3 separate regions of the Mus musculus genome follow, and all the other regions are linked to region 2. The links are chromatin contacts, called in public Hi-C and HiChIP or PLAC-seq maps. All regions are on one chromosome and are shown on one strand. The core of a region is the stretch at or near the end of the contact, and the rest is flanking DNA. Distances in the headings are between cores, read along the strand shown. Region 1 has its middle 33 kb from the start of Gm38773. Region 2 overlaps Fam3c (family with sequence similarity 3, member C). Region 3 has its middle 52 kb from the start of Gm38773.

Region 1 (3,405 bases), core at 209-2,708, 94 kb after region 2:
GACATAGGTAGAGGAGATTTCAAAACAGTCTATCTTTTACTGTATAGAGTGGTCTTTAGTAGCCAGTCTCATGCAGATCTATAGTAAAAAGGAGCAAGCTGAACAAGGAAACATAAAATGTCCAGTTGGAAGAGAAAAAGGGCGTAGATTAAAGAAAAAGCCTGATGCTAAGAGGAGTAAAAGGAGCGGTGACCTCAGAGCAAGACCCCGTCCAGCTAAGCATCCAGCTGGTGAAAGGACTAAAGGAAAGCATAGAGTTAGCTGTGGTGGTGCCCACCTTCAATCCCAGCACTTGCAAGGCAGAGGCCTTCAGATCTCTGAGTTCAAAGTCAGCCTGGCCTACGGATCAAAGATCAAGTCCCAGGACAGCCAGTGTAAACAGTTCCTGAGAGGCTTTGCCTAGTATTCTTATCAGTATGAGATTTCCACAGAATTCTCTCTCTCTTTATCTCTCTCTCTCTCTCTTTCTGTGTGTATCTGTGTCTGTCTGTCTCTCACAAAACTCCCAATGGAATTCTATGTTTATGTGTATGTGTGTATCTGTGGGGAGGCACACATGTGTGTGAGCTCCCATCTGTCTCGTCTGTCTGTGTGTCTGTCTGTCTGTCTCCTACAAAACTCTTCAATTAGAGCCAGTCTTTTCTACTTCCCTTCTTCCCTTTGTTCCTCCCTCCCCCCACTTCCCCTTTCTTTCACCTTGGTTTCTTTTCTTGTCTTTTTCTTTTTCCTTATTGTTTAATTTTTAACTCCGCCCACCTCCCACCCCCCCACCCCCCATTTTTGCCAGAAGCAGCTGTCTAACCACAAGTTTCCTCACAGTTTTCATTTCCCTGTACACACAGACTGGCAACCGAATGAATTATCAATCCACCCTGAAAACTGTGACAGGAACCCGGCTGTTGGATACGTAACAGCTGATTACTATAGTGTACTCATTACAGACACACCACTCTTGAGATAATGTTATTGAGGTCCCTGCTATTTTATAACTTTATAGTTTTAAGTTGACTGTGCCAAGATCTGTTAACGTCATCAATGTACTTTGTAAATTTAACATGTCCATCAAACTAATAACATTGTGTCAGTCTTGAACTTGTGTTCTTAGTAAAGAATTGTCCCCAAGTGGAGATTAAATAAGAGAAAGTACAGTGTGTGTTTGCCCTGTAGCACATAGATTGCTCATGTTGATACTAATAGAAAAATAGATAAAATTTGCAATGGGGAATAGGGAAGCCAGTGAAAGAATTCACCCTTCAGGCCAGTAGAAAGAAGAGTTCATTTAGCAGGGTGGAAAGAGTCATGTCGTTCCCCACCCCCACCCCCCTTAGCACCTTGCTTTCAGTCCTTCAAATCTTTTCTAGTTGACTCCTGTTCCAAACACCCCCGTTCACTGTTCTAAGGACTCCTCCATGATGTCGGAGAGCTGAGAAGATGGCTCCACCCTCAGCACTGTTTCCTGCTGTTGCTCTTTCTGTTACTGTATGTTTTGTGGTTCTGTAGCTTCTTTCCGTTCTGGTTACCACATGTAGAACAATGATTCTAACACGATATATACCCGATCTAGAAGTCTCTTCTGAGCTATAGACTGACAGCCTAAACTACTTATAAAGTATCTCAGAAGTCTCCTAAAACTTAGGTGTATTTAGCAGAAGTTCCCCCTTTCTAGTCAACGCCTAAGTCTAGGGAGAGGGTTCAGGAGATAAAATCGCTCACCGAGTAAGCTTGATCACCTGAGCTCAGATGCTCAGAAACCATGAAGAGCTGGATGCTGTAACCCAAGTCTGTTATCCTCGCACTCCTATTAGTATAGCCAATTTAAGCTTATCCCCACCTAGCCTACAAATAAATGAGACTCAGACTATGGTTATTTTATTTGGCTTTGTCAATTACTGGGGGGAGATAATCCTAAATCTGGTTTTCTAGCTGTTGGCCTGGCCACCTCTCAGCAGTGGACCCCTGATACTTGTTTTTCCTGGCCTTGTGCTCACAGTTCCTCTCCCCTCACCGTGGCTTCCTCCTCCTCACCTGTTTTGTCTTATCTTTTCTTTTTTTTTCTCCCTCTTTGGTCTTTTCTCACTCCTCCCTCTTCTCTACCCCCAACCAGGTAACTCAAAATCCACTTACCACCAATCCTTCCAGTAATTGGCTGTAGCCAATTTTATTTAAGCAATAGCTATAAATCTTGGATAAAAGTTTACATAACAAAAGCTTATAACCTTGAGAATTTACTCATATGCCTAGACCTTTGCTATAGAATTTAGCATTACAATACATAACAACAAACCTCAACTCTCCTGTGTCAAGACCTGAGACATAAACAGAAGAATTCCTTCAGGACCTAGTGTGCCAGTTACCCTGGAGTTCATAGTACAGAGGCAAACAGGAGAGACTCTGCCTTAAATGTAGATGGGGAGCACTAACACCAGAGCTTGTCCCCTGACGTTCACATTGTCCTAGGCAGTGTTCTATAGTTGTGAAGAGACACCACTCGAGCAAGACAACTCAAAGAAGAATTTTTAATTGGGGACTTGCTTATGATTTCAGAGGTTAGCATGATCATCATGGAGGGAAGCAGACAGGCATGGCATAGAACTGAGAGCTTTACATAATGATCTGTAGCACCAGGTAGAGAGGGAGAAGGACAGGAGGAGGGAAGGAGGAAGAGGGAGAAGGACAGGAAGAGGGAGAGGGAGAGGGAGAGGGAGAGGGAGAGGGGAGGGGACTGGCTTGGTGTGGGCTTTTGAAACCTCTGAAGCCACTCCCAGAGACACATTTCCTCTAAAAGGGAATCACACCTCCTAATCCCACCAGTTGTAACCAAGCATTTAAATACATGAATCTATAGGGGTTATTGTCATTCAGACTGCCACTCACAGGTTAACAAAATCACCTTAACTGTAATTTTCACTCTGGATTAGTTTGGTCTCTGCTCTTCTCTACTAACTCCCACTCATCATTCAAATCTAAATGCAAATGGTGCTTCTTAAAGGGGAAATGTATTACTCAGGGTTTGCATTTATTTATAAACAACAAGAGCTTTTCCTGGTACAAACAGGAAAATTAGAAAATGCATTAAAAGGAGATTTGTTAACAAAGAGATGGGCTATTTGTGCAGCCATGGAAGCAAGCGTTAGCATGATAAATCAGCCTGACTCCATCTTGGGCTTGAAATCCATCTTATAGTCAAGACTACATTCATTCCTGGTTCTGATTAAATCTGTTTCTCAAGGAACAGGTTATGCCCCATCTGTAACCTTAATTACAAATTATTCTATATGGCCTGTTCTAGGAAATTCCAACTCCACCTTTGTTTCAAAGGGTTATGACCATGTTGGGATGACCAAGTTGTTATGACTACCTTATTATGACAACTTTGTTTTGTGACCATATTGCTATGATTACCTT
Region 2 (3,363 bases), core at 818-3,317:
TAAGATTTCAGATAATTTTAGATCTCAAACTATATACACGAAATCACATATATAAGACATTAAGGTATACCTAGTTAGGGGCTAGAGGTGGGGGTTCAGCGATTAGGAGTACTGGCTGCTTTTCCAGAGGACACAGGTTAAACTCCCAGCAGCCACATAATCAACCATCTATAACTCTAGTTCCAAAGAATCAGATGCCCTCCCAGCATCGTTGAATATCAGGAACACACGTGGTGAGCATACATCCATGCAGGCTGTACACCACACATACTTTAAAAATTAATTAAAAAGGCGAGACACACATTCTTTAATAAACTATAAATAAATAAAAACTTTCAAAATCTGTCAGAATGTTTTTCTCTAAGAGTATCAAAAGAACAAGAAGAAAGGCAAAGCTTCCAATATAAAAAGGCTCCCTTATTCAGACCCTCGTGAGGAATGAGCTAACCTGACAGAAATGGATCGTGCCATATGATCTTGCTCAGCAAGGCAGATTTTACTTAATCATTCTGGAAGTTAAATTTCAGGGTGCCTGAGGCTTTTTAATTGGCTCCTTTGCATTGTCTAGTCCAAAGCCAGGATCAGTGAAAGCTCAGTCCTTCCATCCATCCAGGTATCAGCGGCAGCAGACTCCTCTATTCGATAAACATCGTCTGTGCTTACGCCATGGGTCAGAACCCAAGTGAAGAGCAAACGCCCAGTGGGAATGAAGAGCCTATGACAGTAGGACATCCAACACAACTTGTCTCCTTCAGGGTTTGTTCACAACCTGCCCACACTCGTTGGATAAAAGCTTTCCAATGAACACACAGGATAAAGTACTTATAAAACACCAAGATGAGAGACTTACAACGAATGGCTGAGTCCAGCGCGGATCGAGCTAAGGAGAGAAACAGTTAAGACTATTAGAAAGCACAGGCCCATTGGCAATGACCTACTTTCAACATATTAAAGCTTCTAATAAGCCTAAGCAATGTGTGTGTGAATGACTGCGCATCTACATCACAATATCACTTCAGAGAAGCAGTTACCTGCCCACTATGTAATTCATTATGGGCAAGTGTGTGCTGAAATCCTGGAGAAGCTGTGTTTTATTAGTGAAATGTCATTTTAAACATTCTATTTGATTATTTACTGCAAATTTGGATCCTACTCAAAAAGTCAGCCTGAAAATATATCTTTAAAAGACTACAGTGTGTGTTGATGAACATGATAATATTTAAATGATGCTGCTTCTGCTGCCACGGCTGCTGCTGCTGGCCAGTGCTGGGTACCCACACAGCCCTGGAGAACGTTCATAAACCCATCTTGGGGGGCGGGGAGGGTTGCAAGGCTTTGGAAGTCCAAAGAGGTAAAAGTTGGGGAACCTGAATTTCTCAGAACAAAAGTGTACTGGTTGGCATAATGATATTAATGCTGTTACTAAGAGTTTACTTCATCAGTTCAAGGAAGGGCAAAGGTCAGCTCTTAGCCCCCACAGTGGGTCTCAACTGTCCTCCTTCACAGTTACGCTTGGCGCTCTGTAACACTCCAGTGTCTGATCCCAGTCCAAGAAATGTGGACAGGGACCATCAAAGTACTGTGGGCAGCTGGCTCCTGCTTTGGCAAATTAGTACACAGTGAAAGAAGCTGGCCAGCTGTCTGACTATAAATAGACACTTAAGTTTTTACTTCTGTACTATTTTTGATAACTGTGAGTTTCCTGCAAGTCTACTATTCAAATGATAGAACAGAAAGTTAAAGCTGAAAGGGAGTGGCGAGGTATTTTAAGAGAAGAAACCAAGTCAGAGGCTTCAACTCTCAGAACACTTAGGAGAATATTATACACCACTAAAGTCACACAGCTGGAATGCAGGGAAAGAGTAATGCCCTGGACACAGCACAACAGCCTCCCCAACTCCATAACCCAGGCACAGAAATGATTCCCAAGGAAAGACAGCCACGAACAAGCAAATAACAAGCAGAAAGGGGGAGGGGTAAAAGGAGTGGAGCAAGCACACACGCAGGTGCTGCGGTTTCCCTAGCTCACTCTTTCCATTTCCTGGTATAATTACAGAGATCAGATCCGATGCTTTCGCTCTTTCGAATGAGAAAACTAACCCCCAGAACTAAGTCAGCAATGTGCAGGCTAGACACGCTCAACCTCAGTCTGTCTTTAAGAAGAAAAACGATGTGAAGGTGCAATGGGTAGCGGCAGGCTTGACACCAAGCCGGGTGTTCCCAGCATCCAGACGCTGGAAGGAGAGACCTGACTCTCCCAGGTGGTCCTCTGACCTCCACTCATGCGCCATGAACACATGTACCAACACACATATACAAATATGTTTACACACACACACCACACTAATAAGCACAGTTAACAAAAAAAGCAATTAGCTGGCTGAAGGTGGCACACGCCTTTAATCTCAGCCCTCAGGAGGAAGAGACAGGTAGACCTGAGTTTGAGGCCAGCCGGGTCTACAGACTGGATAGCCAGAGCTACACAGAGAAACCTTGTCTCAAAAAAGCACAAACCAAACATTATTAATTAACTAATTAATTAGTTAAAGAAAAGAATATATCACCAGACTCAGGTGTTTAAATTTCTAGAAAGGAGTACTGTTAAAATCAGGAATTCCACTCTCCCTGACCCGTGCTGGGCTAATTAGACGGCAGGTCATCTGATCTATTATGGTAATAGGGAATGGGAGAGGAAGATCAGAACAGAACTAAATAATTCCACTCTTTCCTATGTGTTAGCTCTGTCAAGTACTTCTTGGTGATTACTGACATGGTCATCGCGTTTCAGATATAAGGAAACGGAAGACAGAGCAGTTAACTCGTGTGTGTTTTAGGTCATAATTGTGATTGGTGGAGCTAGCTTCTATTTTTTAGTGTATGTTTAATTTCTCATTACATTTACTTATTGAGGTGTATGCATACAATGTAATGTGTATGCATATGTTGTATATGTATGGATACGGGCGTGCCAAGGGACACACGTGGAAATCCCAGAGGACAACTTACAAGAGCCAGTTCTCTCCTTCTACCATGTGGGTCCTAGGAATTGAACTCAAGAAGTCAGGCTTGACGACAAGCATTGTTTCCCTGCTGAGCAATCCTGCTGGTCCCAAACAGAATCATCTCATATAGCACTCAGGCTGGCTGCACCACTCACTTCTAAAGGGTGACTATGAGCAGACAGATCACCAGTCAGTCCCAGAGCACAGTGGCAGGGTAGGGACCTTTACAGTTAACTCTTCCAGAAAATGAGATGTGGTGACTTTTTTTTTTTTAAGTAGTCTCAGAGAAGGAAGGGCAGAGTAACTCTAGGACCGGGGAGCTGGCTTCGTGGTTATGAGCACTTTTGTTGCAAAGGACCTG
Region 3 (3,343 bases), core at 161-2,660, 110 kb after region 2:
CTTTGGGGGTCTGTCTGTATGTCGTTTGATGTGGGAGGCATCTGTATTTCAGAGACCCATTTGGCTATCTTGAGTCATAGGGAAGAAGCAGGGTCCAGGTGGGAAAGGATGGCTGGAGTCTTAAGAGGCTCAGGATTCAGAACACAGACGGAAGTGAGCTTCATTTTTATTTTATTTTTATTTTTTTATTTTTTTATTTTTTTTTTCTTCCGAGACAGGGTTTCTCTGCATAGCTCTGGCTGTCCTGGAACTCACTTTGTAGACCAGGCTGGCCTTGACCTGAGAAATCCGCCCGCCTCTGCATCCTGAGTGCTGGGATTAAAGGTGTGAGCCACCACGCCGGGCTTTATCTGATTTTTAAAGGTCGTGTTAAACTGGCTGTGGCTGGTCACCCACCAGCACCATGGAAACAAAGACAGAAGGAGTGTTGCAATTTATGACTCCAGCTTAGTCTACTTGGTGAACTCCAAGCCAGGGGCGAACCCATAGTCAGACACTGCCCTTTGCTCCGTCTCCTCTCCCCCAGTATTGGATTGACCCACCGAGCAGGAAGAAAAGCATGGACTTGGAAGTCTAGGCAGGACTTTAGCTCTAAGGCATTTTGCAGTGCCAACATTTGTATCCATGGTAAAAGAGCCCTAGGAACCAAATAATACCAATATAATTAAAAAGTAATTTGTCACTTAAAGCTATCTCATGTTCATCCAAAAAATAATTTAAATAATGAGTCGCTATCTTTACAAATCGTTAAAACATTAAAATGTGTATGACTATATTTAGCAAGATGTCTTGTAGCTGGAAGATAAAATACAAACTAGCGTAAAGCACACCATTAGATTTTAAATGACAAAGAGGAAAACAATGAGAATATCAAACCAGACTAAGGAACATTCCCGTTTAATGAGAGAGAAAGAGAAAAAAATACTTTTCATGCTCTGTCAGTTGATTATGCCTTTCAGTTAATATTAATAACGCAGAGGGGTTGTTTTGACAAGGCTAATGCTGTAAAGGCAGCTGTAGAATAGCAAAAATAGCTCTGATGTTCCATACAGAATGACAGGCATCTGTGCTCGAGCTCTGTCCTCTTCTTAGCTGTGAGGCTCAAATGTGATGGTGTGGGACAAAGGGAAGGTCTAACATGAAAGGAGGATGTTGCTACTAAAGACATCCAGGAGATGGGATGGAGTGGGGAGGGTAGGAGGCTGATTAGAGAAGAACAGATAGCCCAGTTTGAAGCTGCAGGTATCCTTTGGGTAGAGCTGCAGAACTACACTGTGTTTGTTTGTCTTAAAATCCAGTAGTCCCGTGGTCTGCTCATTTCTGACTGCTCTATGGTAGACTGGGAGAGTCCACACAGCGCTGGGCCACAGAGCTGACTTGGTAAACTGAATCCAACTGGGCATGTGGATCTCTAGATGTGTAACCGGAGCTGCTGTGACTGATCTGAGTAGTGTCTGCCCAGGAGTCGTCACCTTCCTGCTCCACCCACCTGCACAATGAATGGTAGTGTGTGAACAAGAGTCGGAATGACAGGGCCCTGGATCGGGGAGAGTGGGGGAAGTGCTGTGGGAAGGATAGGGCAGCCATCCGGTTTTCCACTCACAAAAGGGAGGAAATTAAACGTCCAGAGCATATAACCCAAGCAAAGAACAGCTCAGCTGGTGAGCCAGAAAATGAAGGTTTTTTGTTTTCTGGAAAATAATGGCTTGCATTTATTCAAGGTATAATCTGATCTTAAAGTAGCTTCACCATTCAGAGGGCAGGCTATGCAACTGGATGGGTGGGAATTCAATTCCAGCCACTACTCTCTACACTTCTACCAGTGTGAGGTTTTTCTCCCATGTCATCTCTGTGAACTTACCACTCAGCTTCACACAACAGCTCTAGGTACTGTTTAAACAGCCTACATACTTTAAGAAGGGTCAAGTCTTTCTAGCATATTTGCCTACAGTCATGACTGTGTTTGTGTGTATGTTATGCCATTGAGGCGGCAGAACAAGGCGTGTTGTCGGTGGCTCTGTGGTATCTTGAGTGACCAGGCACGCTCAGAGAACTCGCACAACCTGTCTATAAGCAGCGAGAGTCTGGCAAGGTGCGTGACAGGGAGTGCTCTTTCTATTAAACCGCGCTTTTCCTTTCAGAGACCTCAAATGTGAAAGACGAATTACAACCAGGGCTTCACATCCTCTTTGATTTAAGGAGAAAACAGGTCGTGACGTGGGTTATTGTTTTGCTCACCTTCTTGATGTATACTTTAGCCTTCAAAAGCTGTTCCAGGGAGAGGCGGGGAATAGGCAGGTGGAAAAACCAGTGCCTTGGCCTGACTGTGTGTGTTACATCTTGACACTGGGAAACGTATCCTTACTCTGTGCTTCTGTTTCTCCAGCTTTAGGACAGAGCTAGCCACAACTGTTCTTCAGATTGAAGTATTTGCTTTGTCTAAAGCCACAAGTTGAACACACAAAGCCCTTACTATGGACTGGACCATGTTCTCAGTTGTAGCCGACTGCGGCCACACTAACTGGGTTCCTGAATGGGAGGCCGGAGCTGTATGGGAGAGAACTACGAGAGAAATAATGGAGGCCAAGACATGTTTCTGTTCAAGGCCTCTGAAGTTTACTGAGAGTCCGTGCTTATAAAGAGGGTAGGCCCATTCCCCCCCACCCCCCAGCCCATTCTTGGTGCCTGGGGCCAGCCTGTAGGCGATCTACAGGGTGTGTCTCCGGACTGCCTCAAGGACATTTCAGCAGGAAGCAGAGTCTTGGAGAAGAGCAAATAGAGCCATCAAGGTCAGAAGGCTCTCCCCTAGGTAATCTCCTTCTTAGTGGCAGCAAGGTCAAAGTCTGGACACTCAGCACTTTCCAAGGAATACCTCGCTTACTGCAACATCTTCCTGAGATAGGCTTTGTTATCCTTTCTGTCTTGCAGGTAATAAAGCAGAAGCAAAAGTAGCTTGCTCAAGTAGAGTGTGCCATACTGCTTGGGTCCTAGAACTCCAACGATGAATTGAAGGGAGGACAGATGCACATATAGAAAAGCTGGAGTCAGGAAAGGTATGCACGGTCTGATGGAATGGCACCTGCCACCATCCCAACAAGGGACCTCAGCACAGGAGGAGGAGTCGTCCACTCTCAGTTGTCCACTCTCTACATAGACAAGCAGTGCATCTGAAAAGGAAGCTGCTGTTGCTGGTTTTTGTACCAACTGGTCAGTCCTCAGAAAGCACTCATACTTGGACAGAGGAGAGCTTTGTCTGCTTTTCTTTCTTTCTTTCTTTCTTTCTTTCTTTCTTTCTTTCTTTCTTTCTTTCTTTCTTTCTCCCTCCCTCCCTCCCTCCCACTCT

What was found. A called contact is a pair of places that touch in the nucleus more often than the background predicts. HiChIP or PLAC-seq counts read pairs in DNA pulled down with a chosen protein or histone mark.
Region 1: a contact with region 2 is called in an H3K27ac HiChIP or PLAC-seq map of regulatory T cells, with 3 times the contacts expected there. The contact joins two enhancer-like sites. A contact is called at or near these places in 3 of 39 promoter capture datasets (the C10 cell line, the HPC-7 cell line and stem cell-derived epiblast-like cells), 1 of 15 datasets of contacts at CTCF or cohesin (the NIH/3T3 cell line), 20 of 484 Hi-C or Micro-C datasets (B cells, CD4 T cells, CD8 T cells and 13 more), 15 of 115 datasets of contacts at active chromatin or transcription factors (the 230-238 cell line, CD8 T cells, bone marrow-derived dendritic cells and 9 more) and 3 of 9 other capture datasets (adipose tissue, liver and pancreatic islet).
Region 3: a Hi-C map of the G1E-ER4 cell line shows a contact between it and region 2, with 2.5 times the contacts expected there. The contact joins two enhancer-like sites. A contact is called at or near these places in 1 of 39 promoter capture datasets (embryonic stem cells), 4 of 15 datasets of contacts at CTCF or cohesin (the G1E-ER4 cell line, the NIH/3T3 cell line, embryonic stem cells and 1 more), 86 of 484 Hi-C or Micro-C datasets (the AML12 cell line, the AtT-20 cell line, B cells and 35 more), 23 of 115 datasets of contacts at active chromatin or transcription factors (the 230-238 cell line, CD8 T cells, the NIH/3T3 cell line and 8 more) and 4 of 9 other capture datasets (adipose tissue, embryonic stem cells, liver and 1 more).

Annotation. Positions count from the first base shown.
Region 1 is chr6:22,422,898-22,426,302 of GRCm38.p6, forward strand. No RefSeq gene overlaps it. Among named protein-coding and RNA genes, the nearest start is that of Gm38773, 33 kb to the left of the region's middle. Within about 2 kb of position 1,459, at least 88 of the 459 cell types and tissues checked have an H3K27ac peak or open chromatin away from gene starts, as enhancers often do. A contact at or near this core is called in B cells, CD8 T cells, the G1E-ER4 cell line and 9 more, where this site is marked.
Region 2 is chr6:22,328,729-22,332,091 of GRCm38.p6, forward strand. Fam3c (family with sequence similarity 3, member C) reads right to left here. Exons shown (of 10, transcript NM_138587.4): 4 at 851-880. Among named protein-coding and RNA genes, the nearest start is that of Fam3c, 26 kb to the right of the region's middle. Within about 2 kb of position 2,068, at least 62 of the 459 cell types and tissues checked have an H3K27ac peak or open chromatin away from gene starts, as enhancers often do. A contact at or near this core is called in B cells, CD8 T cells, the G1E-ER4 cell line and 10 more, where this site is marked.
Region 3 is chr6:22,442,346-22,445,688 of GRCm38.p6, forward strand. No RefSeq gene overlaps it. Among named protein-coding and RNA genes, the nearest start is that of Gm38773, 52 kb to the left of the region's middle. Within about 2 kb of position 1,411, at least 75 of the 459 cell types and tissues checked have an H3K27ac peak or open chromatin away from gene starts, as enhancers often do. A contact at or near this core is called in CD8 T cells, the G1E-ER4 cell line, Th1 cells and 3 more, where this site is marked.